2 separate regions of the Rattus norvegicus genome follow, and region 1 is linked to region 2. A link is a contact called in public Hi-C data. All regions are on one chromosome and are shown on one strand. Each heading gives the region's core, a stretch centred on a gene start, on an enhancer-like site or on the middle of the called end of the contact. The rest is flanking DNA. Distances are from core to core; before and after follow the strand shown. Region 1 overlaps Tnni3k (TNNI3 interacting kinase). Region 2 holds the start of Erich3 (glutamate-rich 3).

Evidence for each region. A called contact is a pair of places that touch in the nucleus more often than the background predicts.
Region 1: a contact with region 2 is called in a Hi-C map of frontal cortex, with 2.3 times the contacts expected there. The contact joins the enhancer-like site here to the promoter of Erich3 in region 2. A contact is called at or near these places in 2 of 12 Hi-C or Micro-C datasets (frontal cortex and prefrontal cortex).

What each region holds. Positions count from the first base shown.
Region 1 is chr2:246,414,556-246,421,730 of GRCr8, reverse strand. All of the region lies in intron 23 of Tnni3k (TNNI3 interacting kinase), which reads left to right. Among named protein-coding and RNA genes, the nearest start is that of Lrrc53, 23 kb to the left of the region's middle. Within about 2 kb of position 2,635, at least 38 of the 93 cell types and tissues checked have an H3K27ac peak or open chromatin away from gene starts, as enhancers often do. A contact at or near this core is called in prefrontal cortex, where this site is marked.
Region 2 is chr2:246,272,316-246,279,376 of GRCr8, reverse strand. Erich3 (glutamate-rich 3) reads right to left here and starts at 3,939. Exons shown (of 14, transcript XM_017591360.3): 1 at 3,442-3,939. The coding sequence starts at 3,464.

The sequences.
Region 1 (7,175 bases), core at 1,386-3,885, 140 kb before region 2:
CAAGGCCACTTACTTAGAACTATTCAGGCTCAGTGTGGCTTTACTCTGGGTCAGCATGGTCTACATATTTGAAGTGGCCTTACTCAAGGTCAGTGTTTTATGCATATTTGAAGTGGCTTTACTTGAGGTCAGCATGTTCTACCTACACGCAGTGGCCTTCCTCAGGGTCACTGCATTCTACATAGATAAAATGTCCATGTTGCCAGTTCTCCAAAATAGAATTGCTAACTTTTAAGTCTACAATAGGTACCACTTCTTCATAAACCTCTGTCAAAATCCAACGGAGGTCCAGAAGCTAGTGTTGACCGCATGTGTCCCCATGAATAGCAAGAAAATGCTATAGTGATTCAAAACCTAAGACCACGATCATCTCAGCTCTCATGGTGGAGACTATGAACAGCCTGCCTCCCCTTCTGCCCCTCACGGCAGGAGTCACTCATTATCTGTCGGGGAGATCATTTCCATACCTGTGGGTAATTTTTAATGTGTCCTCTATCTGCAGGTCTAATTCCTTTTAAGGGGGTTAATAACATTAATCCCATTTTACAGACGGGAATAAAAGAGCTGAATTATCCTATTTTCCCAGGTCAGAGAGTAAGTCGATGCCTCATTAACTTCCATTAGGATTTTCATGCAACCCGATTCCTACAGAGCTTCTTCCCCAGGATGCTTAATTACTGTCGAGAATTTTCTGGCATCTACCCTCACTAACACACATCGAGCACTTGAGCCCATAGGTGATCAAGGCGCAGTGCCAGGGGCACAGGAATGCCCGGGGAGTGGAAAGAGGGTCTGCAGAGCAAGCTGCAAGAATGGGCTTGTGTAAGTAGGTGGTTGGTAAGGAGAGTTAGCAGTGGTGGCCTATGGTTAAGACTCCACAGACAGGCTTGGCGATCAGCCGTTCCTCCAGATTCGCTGTGCTCAGTTCCCTAAAGTGATTCATGTGAAAAACATACCCAGCATGTGTGAAGAGAACTTGAGCGTTGGCTACAACATGAGAAACTCATGTTTGAAATTCAACTATCTGGAACCAGAGGTCATAGTTTTCAACAGACCTAGTAGCTGTCGAAATAGGAAGGGGGTGGAATCACCCAGAGGCCTCTTGTGGCACAGGTTACTGGACCCACGTCCTGGGTCTCGGGCCTGGTAGGATGATGGTCCTAGAAACTGCTTTTCCAGACTGCTCACAGGGCACTGAGGCAAATCCAGGAACTCCTCCCTGAGAACCAGGGTAGCAACACTAAGGAAATGAAGCAACATCCAGGAAAGCAACACTAAGATTAAGACCTGACTTTTTCCCACAGCTTCAAGTTGGGGTTAGGTACAAACTGGATTAAGAAAGTGAGTCTGGCAGAAGCGTGTACAGGTCTTGAGGAAAGACAGCCAATCTGGTAGTGCCAGCTAGTGGAACAAGAACCAGAAAGATAGTGTACTGTGGGGTACACAGGAGTGTTGTGACCAAGTGAGGTAAAAGGAGCTGCTGAGTGATCCCCTGGTGGTTACGGTGGCCAGAAGAATGATTAAGCGTGAATAGAGACTTCCAGAATCTCTACATCTCTGGTATTTCTCTCCCTGCTATTTCTATCCCTTCTCCCCACCCCTAACCCCGCCAGCGTTCACTCCCTGTAACTGCGAGCTACAGTTAATAAAGCCTTTTGCTTTATTTTGATTGCTTCTTAGTCTCATGTAGCCCAGGCTGCCCTCAAGCTTCCGATGCAGACAAGGGTTGCCCTGATTCTCTTGCTTACGCCGCTAACTGCCGGGATGACAAATGTATAGCGTGCCCTGTCCTGGGGAGAGAACTCAGGCTCTCTTGTTTGCAAGGCAAACCTTTACCATCGAAGCCATCCCCACAGTACCCACATGCTACCATTTCTACAACCCCTTCTTCACTTCCCCTGCTCCTTCTTCTGTCTAGAAAGTTATTGCTGAAACCCCAATGTTTTTAAGGCCAAGGGATCGGCAGGATGCACCAGGTATCTGTCCTCACAGTGTGAGCAGGCCATTTTCAGCAAAGCATGATGGATTTTTATAATAAGGGAGCAGAGGCACTGATGAAGGAATCTGTAGCAACTGAGTGAGTCTACGTCTTTAGCTCTTCCTGCTTGAGTGTGAAGTGCTTTGATCTCCGAGAATAAGTAAGAATTGCTTTTTAAAGAAAATCCACACTATCCTATTCATAATGCCAGTCCTAATATGAATAATAACTTCTTCAAAGCCCTGGGTCTGCATCCAGCCATTGTTAATCTTCCAAGCAGGTGGCTGATACCCTGGTAGAACAGAAACAAAATGAAATGAAGGACATATGTATATCAATATTCGCCAGCAATCGAAGACCGCAAATAATTGCCATCGGCCTCATTCCCTATCCTTCTCCCCTCAAATCCCCCGCGCTGAGATTTGCTGGACAGTGTTTGTTCCTTTTTTTTTTTTTTTTTTTTTTTGATGAAATCTGTTTCAAGCGCTATTGGAAACTTGATATAGCAGGTGAAGCATTCAGGCCCATGATGAATCAGAGCCAGACACAAATAGAAGGCTGAAGACTCAAGAGCTTCAAAGAGAGACGGTCAGGGTGGTTCTGCGCTTGGATCTGCTGCCTCCGCTTGCTGGAGCCAGAATCCAAAGGCAGCAGCTGCTGCCGAGCCTGCATAAACAAAGGAAGGAAGTGAGGGCCTAGCGTTCCTATGGGAACACGCCACAGCTCCGATTACCAGTCCCCAGACACCACTTCCTTTCACATCCAGGTCTCACATTAGAAGACAGAGAGGTACGCTTCCTGAGAGATGGATGGGGATGTCTACAGTAAGAGATTCGTGACTTCTCCCTCCACAGAGTGCAGACACATCCGGAGGGTGCTGCGCCTCACACAGCTGCATGATGGAGTCAGTCTTTCAGAGCGCTCCAAAAGGTTCGCGTCTCAGTCGCTGAACCACAGATTCTAAACCAGTGGGGTTGGAAGAAACTATAGAGGGGATTCAGAATTAGGCTCAGACACATAAAATAAAAGCCTACATCATGCACAGACTGTGCAAGCCCACGTCCAGAGGTTCAGCTGTCTGACTTCCAGACTAGAATCTGAAGACCCAGATTAATAATGAGTACAAGGACCCCAGACCTCCCCTACAGCCCTCCACATGGCTTCCTGTAGCCTAGCATCCTTTGGAGCTACTCAAGGATGAATCATACTGAAGTTTCTCTCCTGTCTCGACTTAAGCCAGGTGACCTCAGGCATGTGACATGGTTCGTTCTTGTCATGTTCCCTCATGGTAAAAATAATCATAAATACATAAATACCTTGCCCCATTTCTGCTAGGAAAATTAAGGGATACGAGGTAGAATCAGTGTTAATGATTTCAAAACGCCTCACACACGTGATCCTAGTTGAAATGTTCGTGAATCCTGTGGATGTACAAAGGCAAGGAGTTAGTTCTGCATGTGATTTCTGTGGTTCTCTACATCCCCGATGCCACATACATAAAGAAGAGGGAAACTGCACAAGCCATGGTTCATTGCAAAGGTCTGGGTGAGGTGTGCCTGCTGCATTCAACCAATAAGTGTGCCCAAATGTTGGCAGCAGCCTCGTTACCATGATGGTTGGCCACACACAACCATGTAGTTTTGTATCCCCCAAGCCTCTAGTGATTTCCTCAACAGGAAACATCTTTAAAATACACAGTCAATATTATATTAGCAGAGCATCTGTGGAGTGGTGACAGTAATGTCATATTGATTATGACATCTATTGTGACTGCTCCAGCCTGCTTGTACCAGTTTGGGTAACACAAGGAAAGAAGGTCCCTGTGGACCTACGGATTCAAAAGACCCTTGCTCTTTTACTGACTACTAGAAGATCTTCTGTTCCTCACCTCTAAGGACTCCATCTTGCTTTGATATGTGACCAGCTTTGCTGGGTCTGGACTAACTGGGAACTTTCTGTAAGATGGGCACAGAATCTTTTCTTTTTCAGAAATAATGGCAAGAAAACATGTGAGCAAATGACAGCAAAGTAGTCTCTGAGTGGACCTCATAAAAGAGCTCCCACTTATTTTTGTTCTGTGCTATGATTATTCCTTAATTCATTTACTTAGCAATAATAGTAATAATAATAGTAATAATCACAACTTATCAAGGGTTTACAATTCTAGGATACTCACATGACATCAAATACATCAGTCATTGAGTGCCCTATAAAGATTTAATTCAGGTGTTGAGTGGAGTGATATAAATAAACTATGTAGGTTGTAGAGGCAGCTGCACTGATAGGGTGCTCTTGTCATACAGGACACCAAGATTTGATTCCCAGCACCAGGATACCCAGCCTGGCATGCACCACCATAAACTAGGCATGTGGATGTAAGGCTGCAACCCCAGCACTAGAGAGGTAGGGGCAGGAGGATTAGGAGTTCAGATCATCCTCATTTACATGAGGAGTTGGAAGCCAGCCTGAACTGCTTATGACTCTGTCTCAGAAACAAAACAAAACAAAGCAACCCTGACAAATGAATGAATCATGTAGTATTCTGAAGCAACGGGAGGAAGCTGGGTACAGAAAGGGCTGTGGCTTGTGGTTATACATAGGGTGGCTGCGAAGACTCACCCTGAAGATAGCTGGTGTTTACAGCGCACCTAGTATGTGTTACGATATAATACCCTGTAGGTGTGTTATGGTGATGCTTACTGAACACACACACTGTGTCTCAGGCTTTCTTCTAAGCCCTTTGCACTTACATCATCTGGCATAATCCTCACAGAGGCAGGGATCTTATTTTCCTTGTGGTGTGGAGGAGAAAAGTGAGGTCTGGGAAGGTCCCCCATAGGCTGTGGAGATGCTGGAATTAAAAACCCGGTTCAGCCTGAATTGACACCACAATGCTAACCCACTGTTTGACCTACACACAGAAATTCTGCTGAGAGAAGAAGCTGGACAAATCTCCAGAAGCTCAGTCCAACCAAAGTCATTTTGCAAACATGAGCTCAGTGCCAGGCCCCAAAGACCAAGGACACAGAGTTAGCTGCTGCTTGGAAGGGGTCGGCTTTCTGGTTTGCCAAGTATTAAGGTTTCACTATGAAAGTGGCCATCAAGATCAAGCTGTGAAAAAGCCACGAAGCACTTCTTACCAAATCTAGTCATGTTTCTGCCAAAACAGAAGGCCGGAGCAGTGGTGTGATCAGCAAGAAGTGTCGAGCCCTGGGCTGCCCAGGACTCAAAGAGCTGTCACAGAACATCAAACAGAAGAGGGCTATGAACCCTACAGGTCTACAGAGAACGTCAGGAGGGCAAGGCACCTGGCAACACCATGCTACTCTGTTATTCAGGATCTGACAGAACGGAATGCACAGAGGGAGGAGCAAAGTTCTGCCAGTGTACGGGGAAGCAACAGTCCCAGTGGTTTGGTGTACACTCACTTAAAACAAAAACAAACACATACATCGCTTCTAATTTTTAACCTCCCTTAGGGTGTTTCAGATGATTTGTGGAGATCAATGTTCCACTTGCTCAAAGAGTTTGGAGAGTTTCAAACCCTTTCCATTTCAGTCTGGCCTGTCATGAAGAACAAAGGAACATGGAATTTCTTGCAGAGATCAGAATTTACACAAAGGAACCCAAGGAAATAAAGCCAACAAAGATGTACTTTGTACTCCCCTCCACCCAGAAGTGAGAGAGAGGACAACTCCATGCATGCTTTGCTACTTGCTGGCTTTATTTTCCATTGACAAAATTGGTTTTATGACTTTCATTTATGCATGCATACATGCAACCGCCCATGGTCTGAAGAAATGGCTGACAGGCTTGGGTTCATATGGCCCTGAGATCAAACTCAAGTTCTCTCCCTCATACGCTGCAATTCCTTGAAAATTAGTTAGGCTCTCTGAACATTCTATGTGTAGGGCTGTGGTGGCTTCTGCTCATTACCAGCTTGACTGCATATGTCACTTGACCACATGTGTCTGTGAGATTATTCAGCGATCTGTTTAACAGAGGAGGGAAAGCCATCCGGATGGCGGGTGTGGAACTAAGGGTGTGGAACAAACCCGGAAACTAGAAGCAGCTGTCAAGCACTTGGAGTCCCTTTTTGTTCTTTCTTTCATCATTTGCTCAGATACGATTGAGGATCTGTTCATTCCCACTGCTGCACACTGAGCACCCCCTTATCCGCCATGCCACCACACCTTCGCACAACAGACAGCACCCTCAATCCACGGAGGCACAATAGACCCTTCCTCCCCATCGCTGCTCATACCAGATCCTCTGCTAGAAAAAGTCGCCCGATATCGAAGACAAAACCACATCCTCATCAGAGGTTTTTGGTGAGAGTCACATGAGGATGTATATCTAATGTAAACAGCAACTATGTATCCCTACCCATTAGTCCTTAGCAGCACTGTTGCATGAGATGCCATGTCAGTGAATGACAAGTGAACGGCCTTCTTTCCTGAAGATGGTGCGAGTTGCTCACGGTGGGGGAGCCAGTGTAGGGGAGCAGGAAGTGCACACGGGACTTAACAACTGCTCAGAGGCAGAGGTTGGTCAAATTCAAACCATGGGCAGAACCCATGCCCTTTCCTGCTTTGTTGCTGTGTGGTCTGTGTTCACTTTTACACAGTAACGCCAATAGCTGGGTCATGGAAAGCCTAACATAGCCACTGACTCTAGCTCTTCACAGACAAAAGCTCACTGTTCTCAGTGAACTAAAGTTGACACGAGTCACAGGGACCTGTCCAGAACTTCACGTCATTGTGGAAAACCATGAGAACTACCTTCACATCCACCTGTTCACTTCAGCCAGTCCTGGGACCATATAAGGCACCAGACAAACAAGATTACAGTGGTGCTTCTCTCCATGAGGAAGCCACATGACTGAGAAGAGACAGGTGAGTATGACCAATGGCCTCTAGATAGCTCTATCCTGTGAGAGCAAAGAGTAGCATTGAGCTGAGGCTACAACACCAAATTCTTCTTCCATGAGCCAGGCCATCACAGAAGAGCTGAAACCTGTGTCTTTAATTCCACTTTCCTATCATCCCCACAGTGGTAATGAAGATGCTGTTGTGGAGATCACTGTCAGATTCCTCTGTCAGTGATGTGCAGAAAGGAAGGGGCTGAACTAGGGGACGTTGTCCTCTGTGTGTATCGCCACATGGCTGTATTTTTTGCTTACAGCCATGTAGCTTTA
Region 2 (7,061 bases), core at 2,690-5,189:
AGCGGGGCACATCTATGGTGGATTACAGTGGGACACATCATCTATGGTGGATTACAGCGGGACACATCTATGGTAGATTACAGCAGGACACATCTATGGTGGATTACAGCGGGACACATCTATGGTAGATTACAGCAGGACACATCTATGGTGGATTACAGCAGGACACATCTATGGTGGATTACAGCGGGGCACATCTATGGTGGATTACAGTGGGACACATCATCTATGGTGGATTACAGCGGGACACATCTATGGTAGATTACAGCAGGACACATCTATGGTGGATTACAGCAGGACACATCTATGGTGGATTACAGCATCACCAGGGAATGTACCTACTCTCTGAAGGTGCACAACTGATGGTATACAGAATTATCAGAGAGTACAACACTTCAAAGCTACGTCTTCTGCATTTTTCCTTGTCATGGAGTCTAACTTTTCCCTCCTCTTAACTCAAAGATGTATATTTGATGGCTCTTCTCAGTCAAGTGGGTCTCTCAGATGGGGAGCCAAACCCCGGTGGATTCAGTGATGGGCACGAAGAAAGGGCTATATGGTTTTATTCTAAGCCGGCCGATGGAAGAGTCCCCATTCCCCATTGCGTCCGGAGGCAGAGTGCCCAGCAAACCCATGCACAAACAGCGAAGTGGGTGGGACCCAGTAAACTGGAGGGACTGTGAATTGGACCTGTTCACTCTAAAAAAAACAAAACGACTTTTATTTCAGACAGTAGAACTGGCAATGGTGTCTCATAGTTGGCACCAAAAGGAGAGGCAGCTGAACCTTGAAGTCTCTGTTATCTTTGGAAGACTTTCTAGGACCATTTTGATTTTACTCCCAAACTCCATCTGAACAAAGCCTGCAACAGGGGCCTGTGTGCTTTTGAGATCCAGTGTTTGATGATGAGCAACTCGGGGGTGGGGGTGGGGGAGCCAGAAGACGGCATTGGCCGCTACTATACAGCTCTACAGCAGGAGGAAGTTCAGACGCACGCTGCCGGGTTTATTGCAAAACTGCACTTTATTTTATCTTTAAGATGGGATAATTACCAACTGCCTCAGTCAGGACGAAGAAGGCATTCTGCTTTGATGAAGCCTTTTATTTGCTACTCAAACTTTTACTATTTCCAAATGGTAGCATAAACAAGAGAAATAATTACCCCTTTTATTTGAGGGGGGTGTTGGAGGGAGACTTTTATCCATTTGAATGCTTTTGTCATTGGGTGAGGTTTAAGGCATGTAGACTAAATTCATCTCTGCCCATCGTTTCTGCTTGTTTGTTTATTCCCTTGTGACCGTGTAGCCTTGGCTGGCCTGGAGCTCATTATGTCCACAGCATTTGTCTTGAGATCATAGAGACCTGCCCAGTTCTGCTTTTCAAGTGATGGGATTTAAAGCCCTGCAGCCCGCGTATTATTTTTATAAACTAGTCACAGCACACTTACACCGGCACTATTAAAAAATTTAATATAGCCACCCTCTATAGTAATATCTGGTCACAATGTCTGTGATTCAGCAGATGTTGACATGATCTGAGCGAGTTCTCTGCACATCCGTGCTCAGGTCTATTAGACTATTGAGTGGGATGATGAGGGGTCCAAGCTGACCAGAGATGCTGGCTTTATGTTTCGGCCCTGGCCCTTCCAAACTGTAGCACCTTTAGAAACCTCCCAATCCTAATCTTCGTGTCTGTAGAGATCTCAGTCGTTAGAGCCTCTGAATGCGCAATCAGGGAGGTTTCTCGTGTCTACACCAGAATGGAACCTGGCTCACCTAAGTATTTAATGTCTGCTCTAAAAGGGATTTTTTTTTCCTTTGGTGACCGCATGCCCTATCATCCAGCACCACTCATTCAACCAGCGATTCTTGAGCTCCCCCTTACCCTGGACAGTCCTAGATACAGAGAAACATGTCATATAAGGCATGGAGCTGATATTTGAAGAAGCTTTGCCTCTTAGTGCAGGATGTGTGGGCCGAGCCCACATCACCCTTGAACAGTACTGCAGAGCGTACACGTTTATCCCGTCCCCTTCCCCCATGTGCTCAGAACTAATGGAGCTTCAGAAAATTTTGACTTCGGTTTCTGAAATCTTAATCTTGGCACAGTTTAATAAGCAACTGCAGGTCTGCCTGTATTTTCACATAAATGATTAAATGGAACAACCGGGTTCTAACTTAGCCAAAAACTTGACAAACATAGGAAGAGACCGTGACTGACACATTCATTTTCCTGGATTCAGACAAAGTGCCAACAGCATCTGCAGAAAACATATTATTCCCATCCCAAGGGACCCATGGCCAACAACAATTGCTCAGAAACTCAGCAGCAAATCATTAAAGCACCAAAATTCAATTTAGCATAGGTGCCCTCACTTTCCAAAATGTTCTGAACCCACCTTCCCTTCCAGCAGGACACCTTACAGGACTCTGGACGTTCAAACATTACTATTTCTTGTCCTCTCCCTGGGAGAACCGGTTAAAAAGTGAAATCTTCAGGTTTGACTGAAGATCCTGAGAGCAATAATGAATGTGTTGTCTCAGACACCACCAACCTCAAACGATCCTAAAGAGGATGCCCTGTGCCAATCCTCTGCTCCTTAACATGTAAAAAAAGGAAACTGAAAGGCATCTTCAAATTAACTTGCAAAACCAGAGAAGGGAGGGGGGTGTTCTGTTGGCTAGATACATGGTAACAAAAGCTGACCTAATGTGTGTTGCACACTTAATTCAAAAGGCAGGTGGATTTGTGTAATAACCAACAAAGATTGATCAGTGTCTCTTATGTATGGAATATGGCTAATATGCCTTCTGAGGAGTCACCATATCCACAGACGCTGTCTGCCTGTGTGGGCACCTCGTTCCTTGATCTTTCCGGACATACCACTTTCCTGGGCCCGGGTGGTTCGAAAGAACACATTATGGTGCCTCTGCAACTGGGAAGATACATTCTGACATAAGGTGCCTCCCTCCTACAAGGAGGCCTTCCTAGACAAATAAACGACCTTTCCTTTGTATGCAGGCCAGAGAGAGAATTTATCTCTGTCTTGAATCTCCCAACAAATGCGTATCTCAGTAACTTCTACTTTAGCATTTAAACACTTTTGTTCCAGACTGAGGGACATTCATCCCAGCTGATATCCGTCCCTGCGTATTGTACGCGATTTTCACATCCATTTTTCCTGTCTTTCCTGTCTTTCCAGGCTGAGAATTTCAAGAGTGGTGAATGTTATGAAGAAGTGAGGATGGGTAGGGAGGAGATAGGACGCCTGGGATTTCTGCCATCCTCCTGCAACCTAGAATCTGTGTATGTTTTTTTTTTTTTTTTCTCTCCCCAGTTCTCCCTCCCCCTCCCAGAGCTCCGCAGCAGGAGGGAGGAGGAAGAGAGCCGCTGGCTGGAGCCGCCACCTGCCACAGCTAGGCAAAGCCAGTTGTCACTTACCCAGCGGGGTGAGAATGGCTCATTTTTGCAGAATCCTTTTCGGACCCCGCTGCAGGTGCAGATGCGGCTAGCGGTGGCTTTGCGCTGCAGTGGCGGGGATTCGGGGCACCTGGGCTGGGCTCCGCCCTTCCTCACCCGGGCTCCCTGCAGCCTCCCGGTTGCTACTTGATGGCGTCCACAGACTCCCAGTTGCTAAGGGAGGAGGGAAGGCGAGCACCTAGGGCTGGGAGAAGCAGCGGTGCTGCTGGAACCAAGCCTAGGCAAGCTGGAAAGGAAGCCAGCTTCCACCCTGCTTACTGGGCCGATATGGGAGGAGATCCAGCAGGCTGCAGCTTAGTTACTCTGGGGTTACCGTTCCCCAGGCACCTAAACCATGAAGAAAACACACACACACACACACACACACACACACACACACACACACACACAGAGGACCCTTTCTGGCTCAACTTCTAGCTAGGCCCCTAACTGGATTCTGCTCGCAGAAAGCCCGGAAAAGCCACAATCGGGTGCCTTGGTTTCTGCTCCTAAAAACAGACCCAGGACGCAACAGCATTAAAGATGCAGTTTCCCTCTTTATGGGTCGCAGCTTTTGTTTCTATAGCTGCAAAGCATAGAAATCTTAGACCACCAGCTTTCTTCCTCCCTGGAAATCCCCATCTTTAGGCCCCAGGTCCCCTTGCCTCCCCATGTTGAGAGGGTCGACGGGAGTAAAGGCTAGGCAACTGCGGATTGAAACCCTGCAGAAGACTAGTTTAAGGGGAAGGAGCGTTGGTAGGAAGCAAGCTCCATCCTGGGCTGAGATGAAGGATTGTTGGTCTTGCTTTGTCAGATATCTGCTGAATCATGGACTTGTCTGGCGACTTTTGTGATGGCAGGACACAGTGACAGTGGCTGAGCTACCTCTGGGTGTCTATATCAGCTCTCCTCTAGTTCTCCCACACTCGGAGGTGGGAAAGCCATCGTCTTCTCCGTTTACATTCTGCTTTTTCTCATATTGCAAAAGTCTGCTGAGCATGAAAAGCCAGTCAGCCTCTTTGGCATCTTCATTCCTCAGAGTCACTGTGACACCTCCTTCACCTACCCCACCTTAAGTTCTAGCAAAAGCAGAATCTTCCCCCATCCCTGCCGTGAGACTATAACCCCACTCTTGACTACTTGGACAGAGTTTCTATCTGTCCTTTGGTACTCAGGTTGAACACTGTTTTCTTTAACATCCTCAGCTTTGCCAGTGAGCTCTGTATTCATGACTTCCTTGTTTCCCAGACAAAATATGCTAGGGAAACAACTGAAGGAGAGACAAAAGAGTTGACAGTCTCAGAGGGGTCAGTCTGCCAATGTGAGCAGGTGTAGCAGTGGCCTGGGCTGTACCAGTGACACCATGGTGTTATGATTTTCACTTATAGGCAAACCAGGAAGCAGAGAATGGGGCTTCAGCAGATCCATTCAAAGGTGCAGGCAGTGACCCATTCTCTGCCCACCAAGCCTAACCTCCTAGAGGCTCCACAGTCTTCAGAAACAGCACCCCAGCTGGCTGATTCTCATTCTCTCTCTCTCTCTCTCTCTCTCTCTCTCTCTCTCTCTTCCTCCTTCCTCCCTCCTTCCTCCCGATCCCTCTCTCCCTCCCTCACCCCCCTCTCTCTGCCTCTCCCTCCCCCTCCTCCTCCCTCTCTCCTCTCTCCTCTCCTCTTCCTCCCTTCATACCCCTCCCCCCACCCCCATCCTCACATACACAGGCATTGCTGACCATATCTGACTCTTCTCTATCTTTCTTAGCTGAGGGTAAGACCTTCCATTTTGCATATTTACTTTTTATTCTGTCTTTGGAAGCAAAGTAGCAGGTCAGCAAATGTTCAGAGCAAAAACAAAGGGGAAGGACGATCTTCTAAACTGCATGGTTTTTACTGAATGCCCTGTAGATGCTTCCTCAGCCTATGCAGAGACACAGGGACTCAGACATTATTCCCAAAGTCCACATTGGCCTCTAAGCAGAGGAACAAAGACTCAAACTTAGATCTAGCTGATCTAAAAGAACTGTAATTTTAATCATTATCATGTGATTTCTTTCCTCCTGTAGCTCCCGTAATTTGCTGCAGAAATTATATTGTGCATAATCTCATAGTTATCAGACCATAGATACCTGACATCCCAAGGGTAAGATTAAGTAAACTGATAGATAGATAGATAGATAGATAGATAGATAGATAGATAGATGATCTATAAATAATAGATAGGTGATAAAAAGATTGATGATTGATAGATTATAGATAGATGGTGTCTTAGTTAGAATTTTATTGCTGTGAAGACACACTACGGCTAAGGCAACTCTTATAAAAGAAAACATTTATTTGGGAATAGCATACAGTTCCAGAGATTTACCCATTATCATCATGGTGGGAAGAATGGCAGCAGTCCAGGTAGACATGGTGCTGGAGAAAGAGCTGAGAGTTCAACATCTTGATCCATAGACAGCAGAAGCAGACTGTGCATCACAGTGGGCATAGCTTGAGCATAGGAGACCTCAAAGCCACACACACACACACACACACACACACACACACACACACACACGAGAGAGAGACAGAGAGAGAGAGAGAGAGAGAGAGATAATGACACACTTCCTCCAACAAGACCACTTCTGCTCCTCTACTCCAACACCTTCTAATATGCTGATCCCTATGAGACAAGCAATCAAACACTTGAGTCTATAGGGCTATACTTATTCTAATCAGATCAGATAAGTACTGGCTAGCTTTATGTCAACCTGACATGAGCTAGAGCCATGAGAGAGGATGATGCCTCAATTGAGAGAATGCCTCCATAAGATCCAGTCCATTGTGGGTGGAGCCATCCCTGGAATGGTTATCCGGGGTTCTGTAACGAAGCAGGCTGAACAAGCCATGAGAAGCCAGCCAGTAAGCAGCACTCCTCCATGGCCTCTGTGTCAGCTCCTGCCTCCAGGTTCCTGCCGTGGGTGAGTTCCTACCCTCACTGTTCTTCCTGATGAACTGTTATATGGAACTGTGAGCAAAATGAACTATTTCCTCCCCAGGTTGTTTTGGTTATCATGTTTCCTAAGTAAGACAACAAATAATAAAATGGCAGATAGATGATAGATGATAGATGATAGACAGACGGGCACACAGACAGATGATAGATAGACAGACACACACACAGACTGATAGGGCTGGTAGTAAAGGCAAACAGACTTATCTAGATTGGCAGCTTAGATAATCAGAATGAAGAACCCAAGGTTGCTTTGGGAACCAGATGGCTAGGACTAGAGGTAGACAGAAGCCTGCTCCTTTCCCAGATGTCTCCTCCCGATGCGCTGGACTGTAGAGTCTTTGTGAGGTTTCAGTGCTGTTCATGATCATCAGATTCAGCTAGACAAACACTGAGGAGTGGGAGGCTAGAGATGAAGAGGTGGAGGGAGTAGAAGTAGACCTTACTATGCACTAGGCTGCAGACGGCCCCCTTACCAGCATGCATTAATTCATGAATGGGCCTGAGTTCTCCATCCCTGTGAGCTACACCATTTCACATCCCCGATGAAATCCGAGAGGAAGCCCCTAATTTCCACTTCGGAAAATGCTCACTGTGAAAATGCATTGGGAATT